Linked DNA regions of Sus scrofa: region 1 is linked to region 2. A link is a contact called in public HiChIP or PLAC-seq data. All regions are on one chromosome and are shown on one strand. Each heading gives the region's core, a stretch centred on a gene start, on an enhancer-like site or on the middle of the called end of the contact. The rest is flanking DNA. Distances are from core to core; before and after follow the strand shown. Region 1 overlaps GALK2 (N-acetylgalactosamine kinase). Region 2 overlaps ATP8B4 (probable phospholipid-transporting ATPase IM).

Evidence for each region. HiChIP or PLAC-seq counts read pairs in DNA pulled down with a chosen protein or histone mark.
Region 1: an H3K27ac HiChIP or PLAC-seq map of alveolar macrophages shows a contact between it and region 2. The contact joins two enhancer-like sites. A contact is called at or near these places in 1 of 47 Hi-C or Micro-C datasets (embryonic fibroblasts) and 1 of 2 datasets of contacts at active chromatin or transcription factors (alveolar macrophages).

What each region holds. Positions count from the first base shown.
Region 1 is chr1:122,414,315-122,420,552 of Sscrofa11.1, forward strand. All of the region lies in intron 9 of GALK2 (N-acetylgalactosamine kinase), which reads right to left. Among named protein-coding and RNA genes, the nearest start is that of GALK2, 120 kb to the right of the region's middle. Within about 2 kb of position 4,732, at least 3 of the 83 cell types and tissues checked have an H3K27ac peak or open chromatin away from gene starts, as enhancers often do. A contact at or near this core is called in alveolar macrophages, where this site is marked.
Region 2 is chr1:121,722,289-121,729,114 of Sscrofa11.1, forward strand. All of the region lies in intron 3 of ATP8B4 (probable phospholipid-transporting ATPase IM), which reads left to right. Among named protein-coding and RNA genes, the nearest start is that of ATP8B4, 97 kb to the left of the region's middle. Within about 2 kb of position 2,988, at least 21 of the 83 cell types and tissues checked have an H3K27ac peak or open chromatin away from gene starts, as enhancers often do. A contact at or near this core is called in alveolar macrophages, where this site is marked.

The DNA.
Region 1 (6,238 bases), core at 3,482-5,981, 690 kb after region 2:
AATGTTTGTTTTAAAGCTGGTTTAGTGTTGCTGAATTATCTTAGCTTTTGCTTATCTGTGAAGGTTTTGCTTTCTCCTTCAAATCTGAATGAGAGCCTTGCTGGGTAGAGTAATCTCAGTTGGAGGTTTTGTCCTTTCATCACGTTAAGTATGTCATGCCACTCCCTTCTGGCCTGCAGTTTCTGCTGAAAAATCTGCTGATAACCTTATCAGGGTTCCCTTGTATGTTATTTGTTTCTATTCCCTAGCTGCTTTCAATATTTTCTCTTTGTCTTTAATTTTGGTCACTTTGATTAGTATGTGTCTCGGTTATTCCTCTTTGGGTTTATTTTATATGGTACTCGTTGTGCTTCTTGGATCTAAGTGAGTGGTTCCTTTCCTAAGATAGGGAAGTTTATTTTTATTCTTTTTGGTCACATTCATGCAGAGGTTTCTGGCCAGAGATCTAACCCATGCCACAGCAGTGACCCGAGCCACAGCAATAACAATGCCAGATCATTAATGCACTGAGCCACAAGGGAACTCTAGCAAAAGTAGTTCTAAGAGGGAAATTTAGAGCAATTCAAGCTTATATCAGAAAACCAGAAAAATCTCAAATAAACAATTAACCTTACACTTCAAGCAATTAGAGAAAGAACAAACAAAATCCAAAGTTAGTAGAAGGAAAGAAATCATAAGGATCATAAATAAATGAAATGGAGACTAAAAAATAGAAAAGAACAATGAAATTAATGCTGGTTCTCTGAAAAGATAAACAAATTGATAAAACTTCAGCCAGCCTCATCAAGAAAAAAGAGAGGGGGCCCAAATCAATAAAATAAAAAATGGAAAAGAAGTTACGACCAAAGCCACAAAAATACAAAGGATCATGGAGACTACTATGAGCAATTACACACCAATAAAATAGACATCCTAGAAGAAATAGACGAATTCTTAGAAAGGGACCATCTCCCAAGACTGAACCAGGAAGAAATATAAAATATGATCAGGCCAATTACCAGTAATGATATTGAATCAGTAATTTTTTAAAAACTCCCAACAAACAAGTCGAGGACTAGATGACTTCACAGGTAAATTCTACCCAAGATTTAGAGAAGAGTTAAAACTCATTCTTCTGAAACTATCCAAAAATTGCAGAGGAAGAAACATTTCTGAACTCACTCTATGAAGCCAGCATCACCCTCATAGTAAAACCTGACAAAAGCATCACACACAAAAAGAAAATTACAGTCCAATATTACTGATGAACATAGATGCACAAATCCTCAAAAAAATATTAGTAAACCAAATCCAACCACACATTAAAAGGATCAAGTACCATGACCAAGGGGAATTTATCCCAGGGATGCAAGAACTTTTCAATATCTGCAAATCAATCAGTGTGATACACCACACTAATAAATAAAAGTCATAAAGAAGAAGAAAACCATATAATCATCCCAATAGATGCAGAGAAAGCTTTTGACAAAAGTCAACATCCATTTATGACAAAAATTCTCCAGAAAGTGGGCACAGAGGGAACCTACCTCAACATAATAAAGGACATATATGATAAAACCACAATGAACATACAACAGTGAAATGCTGAAAGAATTTTTTCTCAGCTCAGGAACAGGAGAAGGATGTCCACTCTCACCACTTTTATTCAACATAGTTCTAGAGGTCTTAGCACAGTGATCAGAAGAAAAAGAAATAAAAGGAATCCAAATTAGAAAAGAAGTAAAACTGTCACTGTTTGCAAATGAAATGATACTATAGATAGAAAACCCTAAAGATGCCACAGAAAACTACTAAAGCTCATCAATGAATTTGGTAAAGTTTCAGGATACAAAATGAATATACAGAAATCTCTTGCATTTCTATACACTAACAACAAAAGATTAGAAAAGGAAACAATCCCATTTATCATTAAATCAAAAAGAATAAAATACCTAGGAATAAACCTACCTAAGTATGCAAAACACCTTTTCTCCAAAAACTATAAGATGCTGATGAAAAAAATCAAAGATGACACAAACAGATGGAAGATATATCATGTTCTTGGATTTGAAGAATCACTATTGTCAAAATGACTATACTACCCAAGGCAATCCACAGTTTCAGTGTAATCCCTATCAAATCACCTGTAGCATCTTCATAGAACTAGAACAAAACATTTAAAAATTTGTATGGAGGAGTTCCTGTCATGGCTCAGCAGTTAACGAACCCAACTAGCATCCATGAAGACGCAGGTTCAATCCCTGGCCTTGCTTAGTGGGTTAAGGATCTGGCTCTGCCATGAGCTGTGGTGTAGGTTGCAGATGCGGCTCAGATCCCATGTTGCTGTGGCTGTGGCATAGGCCACCAGCTGCAGCTCTGATGTGACCCCTAGCCTGGGAACCTCCATATGCCATGGGTACAGCCCTAAAGAGACAAAAAGACCAAAAAAAATTTGTATATAAACACCAAAGACCCCAAATAGACAAAGCAATCCTGCTATGAAAGACAAACAGAGCTAGAAGAATCACCCTCCCTGACTTCAGACTATACTACAAAGCTACAGTCAACAAAATAGTATGTTACTGGCACAAAAACAGACTTATAGATCAATGAAACAAGATAGAAAGTATACCCAGGCACCTATGGTCAATTAATCTACAACAAAGGAAGCAAGAATATACAACAGAGAAAAGACGGTACTGAGAAAACCGACAACTGCATGTAAAAGAATGAAATTAGAATATTCTCTAATACCACAAAAATAAACTCAAAATGGATTAAAGGCCAAAATGTAAGACCAGATACTACAAAACTCCAAGAGGAAAACAGGTAGAAGAACACTCTTTGACATAAATCTCAGCAATATCTTTTTAGGTCTGTCTCATAGAGTAATGGAAATAAAAAAATAAATAAACTGGGACCTAATTAAACTTACAAGTTTTACACACCAAAGTAAATCATAAAAAATTTTTTGAAAAAAAAAAACAGAAAAGACAACATACATGATGGGAGAAAATCTGCAAATGAAGCAACCAACAAGGGATCAATCTCTAATATATACAAACAGTTCATGCAGCTCTTTACCAAAAATACAAACAACTCAATCAAAAAATGGGTAGAAGATCTAGACATGTCTCCAAAGAAGACACGCAGATGGCCAAAAACCACATGAAAAGATGCTCAACACCACTAATTTTAGATAAATGACAATGATAAAACTACTAATTTTAGAGAAATGACAATGACAAAACTACAATGAGGTATAACCTCACAGAATAGCCATTATCAGTAAGTCTACAAGTGATAAATGCTGGAGAGGGTGTGGAGAAAAGGGAACCTTCCTACATTGTTGGTGGGAGTATAAATTGATATAACCACTATGGAGAACTGTATAGAGTTTCCTTTAAAAACTAAAAATAGGGAGCTCCCTTTTGGTACAATGGGTTAAGGCCCTGGCATTGACACTGCAATGGCTTGGGTTGCTGTTGTGACACAGGTTCAATCCCTGGCCTAGGAACTTCCATGTACTGCCTACCAAAAAAATAAAAAATAAAACAATAGAACTACCATATGATCAAACAATCCAATGCCTGAGCATCTATCTGAAGAAAACCCTAATTTGAAAAGATACAGGCACCCCAACATTCATTATGGCACTATAGACAATAACTAAGAAATGGACACAACCTAAACATCTATCAACAGAGGAGTGGATAAAGAAGATGTGGTACATATATACAATGGAATACTATTAAGCCATAAAAAGGAATGAAATAACGCCATTTGCAGCAAGATGGATGGACCTGGAAATTATCATACTAAGAGAAGTCAGATAGAGAATGACAAATGTCATGTAATATCACTTATATGTGGAATCTAAATAAATGATACAAATGAACCTATTTATAAAACAGAAACGGACTAACAGACTTTGAAATCAAACTTATGGTTACCAAAGAGGAAAAAATGGGGGAGGTGGGGAGGGATAAATTAGGAGGTTGGGATTAACATATATAAACTACTATACAAAAAATAGATAATCAACAAGGAACTACTGTACAGCACAGATAACTCTATTCAATGTTCTGTAATAATCTACAGGAGAAAGGAATCTGAAGAAGAACAGATATATATGTAGAATTGAATCACTTTTGCTATACACCTGAAATTAACACGACACTGTAAATCAACTATACCTCAATATAAAATTTCAAAAATTTTTAAAGCTAGTTTAACCAAAAAAAATAAATAAAAGTAAACACATTTTAAAGATTTTATTCAACTCAGTCAATGAGGGAACTAGTAAGGTACCTTAGGTGGTTTATTTAAAAAAATAAAAACAAAAACTCTCACACAAACATATAAAAATTCCAGAATTCTCTGGCTTTTGTGGCTTTAGAATGGCTGCAGCAACCAAAAACAGGGCTAGTACTATTAGCCTTGTAGGATAAGAGGGAGATTCTGAGCTCTGGCCTACCCATGAGTGGCTCAAGTATGGACTGGTACACAGCACACAACACAGTTGTGTATGTCATTCCCACACACCACTACGGGGCTTTTCCTACAGAAGTTGAGAGTTTCAAGATGCTCTGTCTTTAAAATCATACTTAATAGTGTTATGTTTGTATTCATTCTCAGTTCCTTAAATATTTGAAGAGGCAAAGTGCACCAAAGACTAATACACACATCTGAAAGAGGAAGAGGAAAACCCAGGAAGAAGGCATCATCCCCAAGTGTCTGGGATATAGTTCAGCCCATTTCTTCCTAGAAATTAAAGAAGCTTTACTCATGGTGTGATCCTGCCCTCTGTGGCCAGACAGCTGAGAAGTCAACAGGAGCTTAGAAGCAAAAGGGAGAAGCCAGGCAGAGGGAAAAGAAAAAGAACTACATGAAAACAAATCTTCCCCACTCTTGTCTTCCAAAACAACTTAAAGCATATCTTGTGCACATAACAAAAATAAGTATTTGATTTATTCTTTTATATTTTCTTTCATAAGAATTTGTTATCTTTTTTTCCTTTGGCCCTGCCAGGGGTTCCAAGGCTACAGATCGAATCCGAGCCACTGCAGTGACAAAGCAGATCCTTAACCCACTGCACCACAAGAGGATTTCAAGAATCTGTTATCTTGTAAAAACAGAAACAAAAGACAAAAGGACTTATTTTTATTTGGCCTTATTAGAAGTCCATCACACAGATTTTAAGGATTTTTGCTCAACCAATATCTGTAAACTCTCTAAAGATTTCTAATTTCCTGTGGAGTTTCTTCTAGGCTCTTTGTAGAAAACTTTTCTTCAATATTCTTATAAGAACAACAATCAAATGTATTGAAATCAGAGAATTTAGGCACCTGATATCTTACAAGGTATTTTTAAAATCAATTTCCTTAATACTGAGAACACATAATTGGAAACTGAAATTCCTGACTGACTCCTTTTACATTGTAAAGTACCTTTACACTTCTCCATTAGAGGAAAAATAAATTACTCTTAGACTTAACTGAGACAACTTATGAGGGCTACACTTTTATCCAAAGAGAAAATTCCACAGCACTTCTCATGGCTCTTCTGTGATACAAGAGCTCATTCACATTCTTGCCAATTTGAGTTTGCTCCTTAAATTAAGCAAGCAACCAGATGCCACATGGCTTTATATCTTCTCAGGCAAAAGCACCAGAATGGAAAATAGCCAAAAGGAAATGCATTAACCACAAAATAATCTATTTTCATCACCTTCTTTAGTTTCAAGAAAAAGTCATAGCCAAGCAAAGTCAAAATCTGATATTATCTCCCTTACTTGGTACAGCATCGCTAAGGCCAGCTTATTCTTACACTGAGATAAAAAGGAACTGTGATAAGAGCACTGGATTAAGTCAAAAGACTGGGATTTGGAATCTGGCTACAGCACTTACTACCTCTCTAGTTTTGTAACTAAACATTACTCTCTGACCTCAAGTTTTCTCCTCTGTGAAATGAAGATAACATGTGCTCCAGGCTTGTTGTGAGATTCAAATCAGATGACGTGGGTGAAGCGTAATGTGCAAACCATAAACTAAATAAGTTTTTTGGCTTTTTTTTTAACTCTAGATGTCTTCCTAAAGAACAGTGTATGCCAAGTCCATGATTTTCTTTTCTGAGGAGATGTTCATTTGTGCTGGATATTAGATTCCAGTTATAAGTGATATCATATGGTATTTGTCTTTGTCTTTCTGGCTCATTTCACTCAGGATGAGATTCTCTAGTTCCATCCATGTTGCTGCAA
Region 2 (6,826 bases), core at 1,738-4,237:
TCTGTATAGACAATTTTCCTTCTCTCTTTTCCAGCCTGTTCTACATTCCTCCCCTTTACTCCCCAAACCACTCAGTAAACAAAAGTCACAAAGCCAGGTGATGTCAGTTTGCCTAAATTAATTAATTAATTAATTTCTGTCATATGGAGGTTCCCAGGCTAGGGGTCAAATTGGTGCTACAGCTGCCAGCCTGCGCCACAGCCACAGCAATGCCAGATCTGAGCTGCATCTGCAACCTACACTACAGCTCACCACAATGCCAGATCCTTAACCCACTGAGCAAAGCCAGGGATTGAACCCGTGATCTCATGGTTTCTAGTCTGATTTGTTTCTGCTGTGCCACAACGGGAACTCCAGTTTGCTCAAATTTAGATTTATCACTGAACTTGAATGAGAATGGGCCAGAGAGCAGGAAAGCCTAGGAATGCTGTAGGAGGACACACATATCTCCATGAATTGGCCAGGGGTCCCAGTTGCTCTAACATCTTTCAGAGGGTGGGAACTGAGAGTTACACTCACTTCTCATCTGATCCTCGGGGGTTCAGGAGAAAATTGCATAGTTATCCAGAGCTGGTGTTTGTGTAGAACCCTCTTATGAGAGGTAGCATCTTAGGAAGGATTAGACTATTTATAATGTGTTATTATAACTCCTTGGCCCTTGGGGAAATTCCTTATGGGTGCCTTTCCTCATTAACTGGACTTTTCCACTGTGCCTTTGTTATTGTGTTAAATGCTGAGGTCCTGCCTGAAATTTGGCCTAGTTCCCAGACTGTACAACAGGGTCTAATTTTTGTCCTAATAAACAAACACAGTTTGTATGTACTGATATCCAAAGGCGTCTCTGTAGTTCAGCAAGCCGACCCCACATCAACCCAAAGAAATGCCCACTCTGGTTGTCTAAGGCATCTAAAACCCTAGACTGAGATGGGCCAAGGAGCCAAAGCTAAGGGCCTGCTTCTCAACAGATGGCAGACCTGCAAGGAGGAGGCAGAGAAGAGCTTTGGCAAAGCAGAAGCAGGAGACAAACATATCATTAGGGATGCCCTGTAAAAGTCCCAGTGAAACACAATCTTGGATTTCTTTTTTCTTTTGAGTATGCTTCCTTTTGTCTTAACTCTGATCTTTCTGGAGAAGGCATATATGAAGTTTCTCTCACTCTCTATATAATTTTAGGAGCATTTTTAGTCCTTTTTCAGATGTCGTGAAAGAAAAGTTATCATTTTATCTGGAACAATTTAAAAGGTTTTATAAGTTGTATGCATCTAAACACCCTGGAGGAAAAAAAAATTAGTGTGATTAAATTAATCTCAGAGGGAAATTTAATTTGTTCCCCTGGTAATTGTCCAATATTAGTTTTTTGGTAGATAAATTGTTATTCATGGGCCATTTACTAGCTCTAGAACAGTCTTTCAGTTGCTAAAACACCAAACTAAGGCCTGAGAGTGGAAAGCAGAACAAGGTTCATGACACTGTCAGGCAGATTTGCTTTGGGGTGAGACCAAGGCCTTTCTGAAAGCTCACCTTGCCACTGTCTCTGTTTTTGAGGTCTAGATGGGAAATGAAGCTCCCTAGACAAGCCCCGTGACACTCTCCCTAGATTGAAAGGACTGAAAGTGACTGCTCCAGCTGATTGAATTAGTGTGTGTGCTCCACTGTGCTTTAATTTAGGGAGGCTCTTTTCACCAGATGAAGAATGTCCTAAGAGGGTGAGTGAGTTTACTGATCAGAAGGGAGGCTAGAGACTGACTCCTTGTTTCTGACTCATTTACCAGGAAACACATACCATTTGGGAGAACACATGACTCCATGCAACATAGCTTTTGTGGGCAACTCTTAAAACTTCTCTGAGCCTCGATTTTCTCATCTGTAAAATGATGCTGAAGTGGTAACAGCTCGCTGGAATTTTTTGAAGATTACATGAGATTATGCATGTTCAGTGCTCAGTCCAGTGCTTGGCATATGTCAGGAGACAACCCCTGTTAGCTAGTGTCATTTTATGATACAAGAGACACCATTACACACAAACTAAATTTTCCTTTCTGTGTCTAAGCCTTGGTGACACATGAGTCGTACTCATTTCCTTTGACCATAACAGTGTTGCGTCTTCAACTTGGCCCTCTTAAAACTTTCTAAGTATGCTCCCTACTTGTGAAAAGAGAATCTTTACAATATTTACTTCCCATATTTACTTTGTATATCTGTAATTATAATGTTTATGTGTGTATGTATTCATAGAAATGTACATTTGTATGTGTGTGAATACATATGTGCATTAAATATTAGTAACTTTACATTTTGAAATCTTTGTTAAAATATGTATGGAAATTCTTAATTTATTTTTCTGATAGCTTGAAGGACTGTTTTGGACATCCCCTGGGGGACAGGTGTTTAGTGGTCTCATAGGTAGGGTCATCTTGAAGGTACATGAAGCAGGCATCTTCTTGTCAGGCAAGGTGTTCCTACTCTATTGCTCACTGTTTTCTTCATAGCACTGATCACTTACTTAAATTGTGTCATCAGTGTACAAGTTTATCATCTGCTTATTCCTGCCTCTCTTCCTACAACTAAAGTGCAGGGTCAGGTCTTTGCTTATTCACCTCTATAGTTCTGGCTCAATGACGCATTGCATGACACATAGAAGACCCTTAGATGAATGAATAGGTGAACATTGGGGGAAATGTGCCCTCTGCTCTCTCCCCTGCCACAAATGTTTTTGCTTATGGTGGGGAGCCCAGGCACAGGAGAATGTTATGATGATGATGGTGGTATTGGTGATAATGAATGTAACCAGTGTTTATTGATGACTCTCTGTAAAGCCCCTTCTGTGGGTTGAGTGTTATCACTTCTCGATTCCTCCCAACTGTGAATGCTGTGGATTCCTCACTGAGCAACCTTGACTCATACTGAGGAGCTGTGGTTCTGCCTGGTACCAGTGAGGCGCCAGATGTCCAATCTCCAGGCCAGCTTGTCCCATACATGCATTTTTTTGGGATCTTTGCATAAACATGGGCGTGTCACATATTTCCTGCATGGTGCAAATGCCTTTAGACCACTTCCTTTTTAATGCAAGTAGTCTGTGGACAGTCTCTTTTTTGGTTTTCATTTTATGGTTTAGAGATAATCTCTTCCCTAAAAGTCAGGGCTATTTTTCTCTTTAGAATCCAACTTGTACTATAATAGTACTCTATCTGCTGCCTCTCTGGTAAGAAAAATAGCCTCTCCCACCCAAGATCCTGACAGTTACTTTTTATAGCTGTTACAACATAAAAATATTTCATCAAATGTGGGGAGATCTTTTGCTAGTGCTGAAACTTTGGTAATCATTGCGAAAGCTCCTGGGGTTTGGCCTGTGGGATTCATAGACGCAGGCAGTGTCCCCAGACAACCGCCAACTGCATTTAGGCTCAGCCGTCCATGACTCACTCTTTAAGGCAAATATAGAAATAAAAGTAAACTATTATATAAAAACACAAACTAATCTTGTGTATATTATTAACCCTCTTACTTGAGATTTGATTTGTTGGGTATAAAAGAAAAATCAACTCAAACTGACTTAGACAATACTATAAATGGACAGATCATATAACTAAAAAGCCAGAGGTATGACTAGCCTCAGGAGAAGCTTGGACTAGTTTATTTCTCTGCATTTCTTGGCCCTGCATCTTCAGTGTAAGAATTATTCTTGGCAGCTTCATCCACTCTTGGTTCTGAGATGCTGTCGGTGACCCTTAGGACTACTTGCTTCCTAGGTTGGAATCCAGTAAGAGGGAGAAAACTTATGTCTCCAGCAAATTCCCAGAACTGATAAAATGACTATTATTAAGACCTTAATCATGTGACATGTGTCATGTGCTAATCCCTGAATTCAAAGTATATTTAGGAGGATGGGCCATATAGTTGGTTTAAGCTCATCTGGGCCTGACCCTGGAGTTATGGATGGGAGTTGAGTTTACAGATCACAGGACTAAGAAATTTGGAGCATTGTCAGCTGAGGGGAAGGGGAAAATAGTCAAATATCTGTTACATCTGGCATTGAAATAGGACTTGTTTGAGAGCATTGAGGTTGCTTGGTATTTATTTTTTGTAGCTTATGTGTCTTGTACTCTTCAAATATTAGGGTTTGTTTACATTTCTGGTTGTGGTGGCCATTGGTGATATCCATTACTGTTTCTGGCTTTCTGCCTTTTGGACACATGTTACTCTTTTTGGTCAATGAGTTGTGAGAGTGTGGGTTGAAGCATTAAGTTGTAGGTGTGAGACTCTTCAGAGCTTTCTCTTTCCCTCTAGTATTGCAGCTGGAAGCATCTGAGATAGTGGCAGTTCCCTTGTGAGTAACTATGATGAGCAGAGTCCCTCTGCTGGCTCATCCTGGACAAGTAACATGCTTAAAAAATAAACTCTTATTACCTTGAACCATGAAGATTCTGAAATTGTTTGTTACTGTGGCATACTTGGTTTATCTAGCCTAGGACACAGAATTTCCTAAACCCATTTGGGTTATTTGAGGGATACTCAACAAAAATCCTCTATTTGTATAATTTTTTCAATTTAGCAAAAATGCTTTTATGTCTGCGATATCATCTTATACCCACTTAGTTGTATACATGTGTAATGAGAAATATTATTAGTTTCATTTTGCCAGTGGAAGCATTGAGGCGGACTCCTCAAATGCTCTGTTTACTGTTTGTTACTTTCCATCTGTTTTGTTTTCTTCTTTTAAATTAATTTTTTTTATTATAGAGTTGTGTCATTTCTCCTGTATAGCATAGTGATCCCGTCATGCATACACACACACACACACACACACACACACACACGTTTTTTTTCTCATACTCCTTTATGGTCTATCCCAAGAGATTGGATATAGTTTCATGTGCTTTATAGAAGGACCTTATTGCTTATGCATTCTAAGTGTAATAGTTTGCATCTACCAGCCCCAAACACCCTATCTATCCCACTTCCTCCTCCATCCCCCTTGGCAGCCACAAGTCTGTTCTCTACGTCTGTGAGTCTGCTTCTGTTTTGTAGACAGGTTCATTTGTGCATGTTTTAGATTACACATGTAAAAGATATCATTGGGTATTTTTTTCTTTCTCTTTCTGACTTACTACACTTAGTATGAGAATTTCTAGTTGCATCCATGTCGTTGCAGATGGCATTATTTTGTTCTTTTTTATGGCTGAGTAGTATTACATTGTATGTGTACCACATCTTCTTCGTTCATCTGTCAATGGCTTTGTTTTCTTAAGCACAGTGATTACACATTAAAATATCATTATACAAAACAGTGCTTTTCATTTTAATAGTATTTTACTTGATGGCCCATCTTGAAGAATTTGTCATTTTTTTTACTTTATTCTTCCCCTGCACCAAGTCATTACTGAAAATGTCAAAGGACTTTTGCTGCTTCTGTTGGAAAGCTGAATTAAGGAAGTGGTTAGCTATACTATTTGCCTACCTTGAGCTTTGAGAGGGGCTGAAAGGGAATGTAAGGAAGCTGTGATTGTACATCGGGCAGTAGATATCTGGGTTCCTACTGAGGGGACTGACTCAAGAAGAAAGTATAGACATCCAGTATTTCCCTTGGTAGGAAAGTGACAGGCTGTTAGAAATATAGTGTAGAGGAGAAAGCAAAGGCTGATGGCTCTGAATGCTTAAGAAACACCTGCCTGGTAGTGAATTGGGGAAGCATAGTGGTGAAGAGAGTGGACTCTGGAAGCAGAGCACCACGATTCAAATCCTGGGCCCACCACTCACAAACTGTGCAATCTTGTGTAAACTGCTTAATCTTGCTGTACCTTGGATTTCCCTTCTATGGAGTGGGAATAATAGTACCTATTTCATAAAGAGGCTGTGAGGATAAAATGAGCTATGAAATGTTAAGCTCTTAGAATGATGTATATAATAAGAGCTTGATAAATATCAGCCATTGTTATTATTCCTGCCACCACCCTGGTCTGAGCCTCCTCATCTCTCACCTGGACTAACTGAAAGACCTCCTCATTGGTCTTCTCACACCTATTCTTTGTTATTTCCATCTTTGTTCTTAGCTAGGGTAATCTTTTAAAATTAGAATATCATCAGATTGCTTAAGACCTTACAATAAAGACTAAGGTCCTTAGTACAGATTGCAAGAAACTTCTCTTTGCAGCTTCGGTTTGTGCTGGGCTCTGAAGTTCAGCCTCATGGTCCCTCTTTTAGATCTGTAAGTGTGCTGCCTTCTGCCCACATCAGGACTTTTGAATGAATATGTTTTAAAGGAGCAATGCCTTTTCCTCATTCTTATGTTGCCCTCCAGGTGGAGGGGTCTCTATGGGGGTGACATTTCTCTCTCCACCCTTTTTCTCACTCTGGCCTGTGAGACGTGGAGTTATTTACCTGATGTATCAATCTTGGAAGAATATCTAGGCCTCTTTGGCACAGCTCTCCCCTCTTCCTCTTGGAAATGAGCTTCCTAGAGGGAGCAGGTGGTCTCTGAAGCTTCTCCAAGGGCAGGCTCCTTCCCACCACAGGAGAGGCCTGTCCTGGTCCAAGATTGCTTATGACTGGGAGTTAAACCCTTCTCATGTGGGGTCAGTTAATGGGTCCACCTGGATAAAAGCTAAGGCCATGATTTTCAGCCTGATGTCTATCAGCACTAATGCTCTAACATTCCACAGATGTACTCCTTTCCCCTCGGTTTCCTCTTCCTCTCCTCCTCCTTACTTCTGAACTGGGATATTTCTAGTAGTTTTTGGTAAGAAAGTAGTTCTAAGAGGATAGTGGTAAAGATCTTCTGTGCCTTATTATAGAATAAGTTGCACTACAATGTGATTGTAAGTCAGTA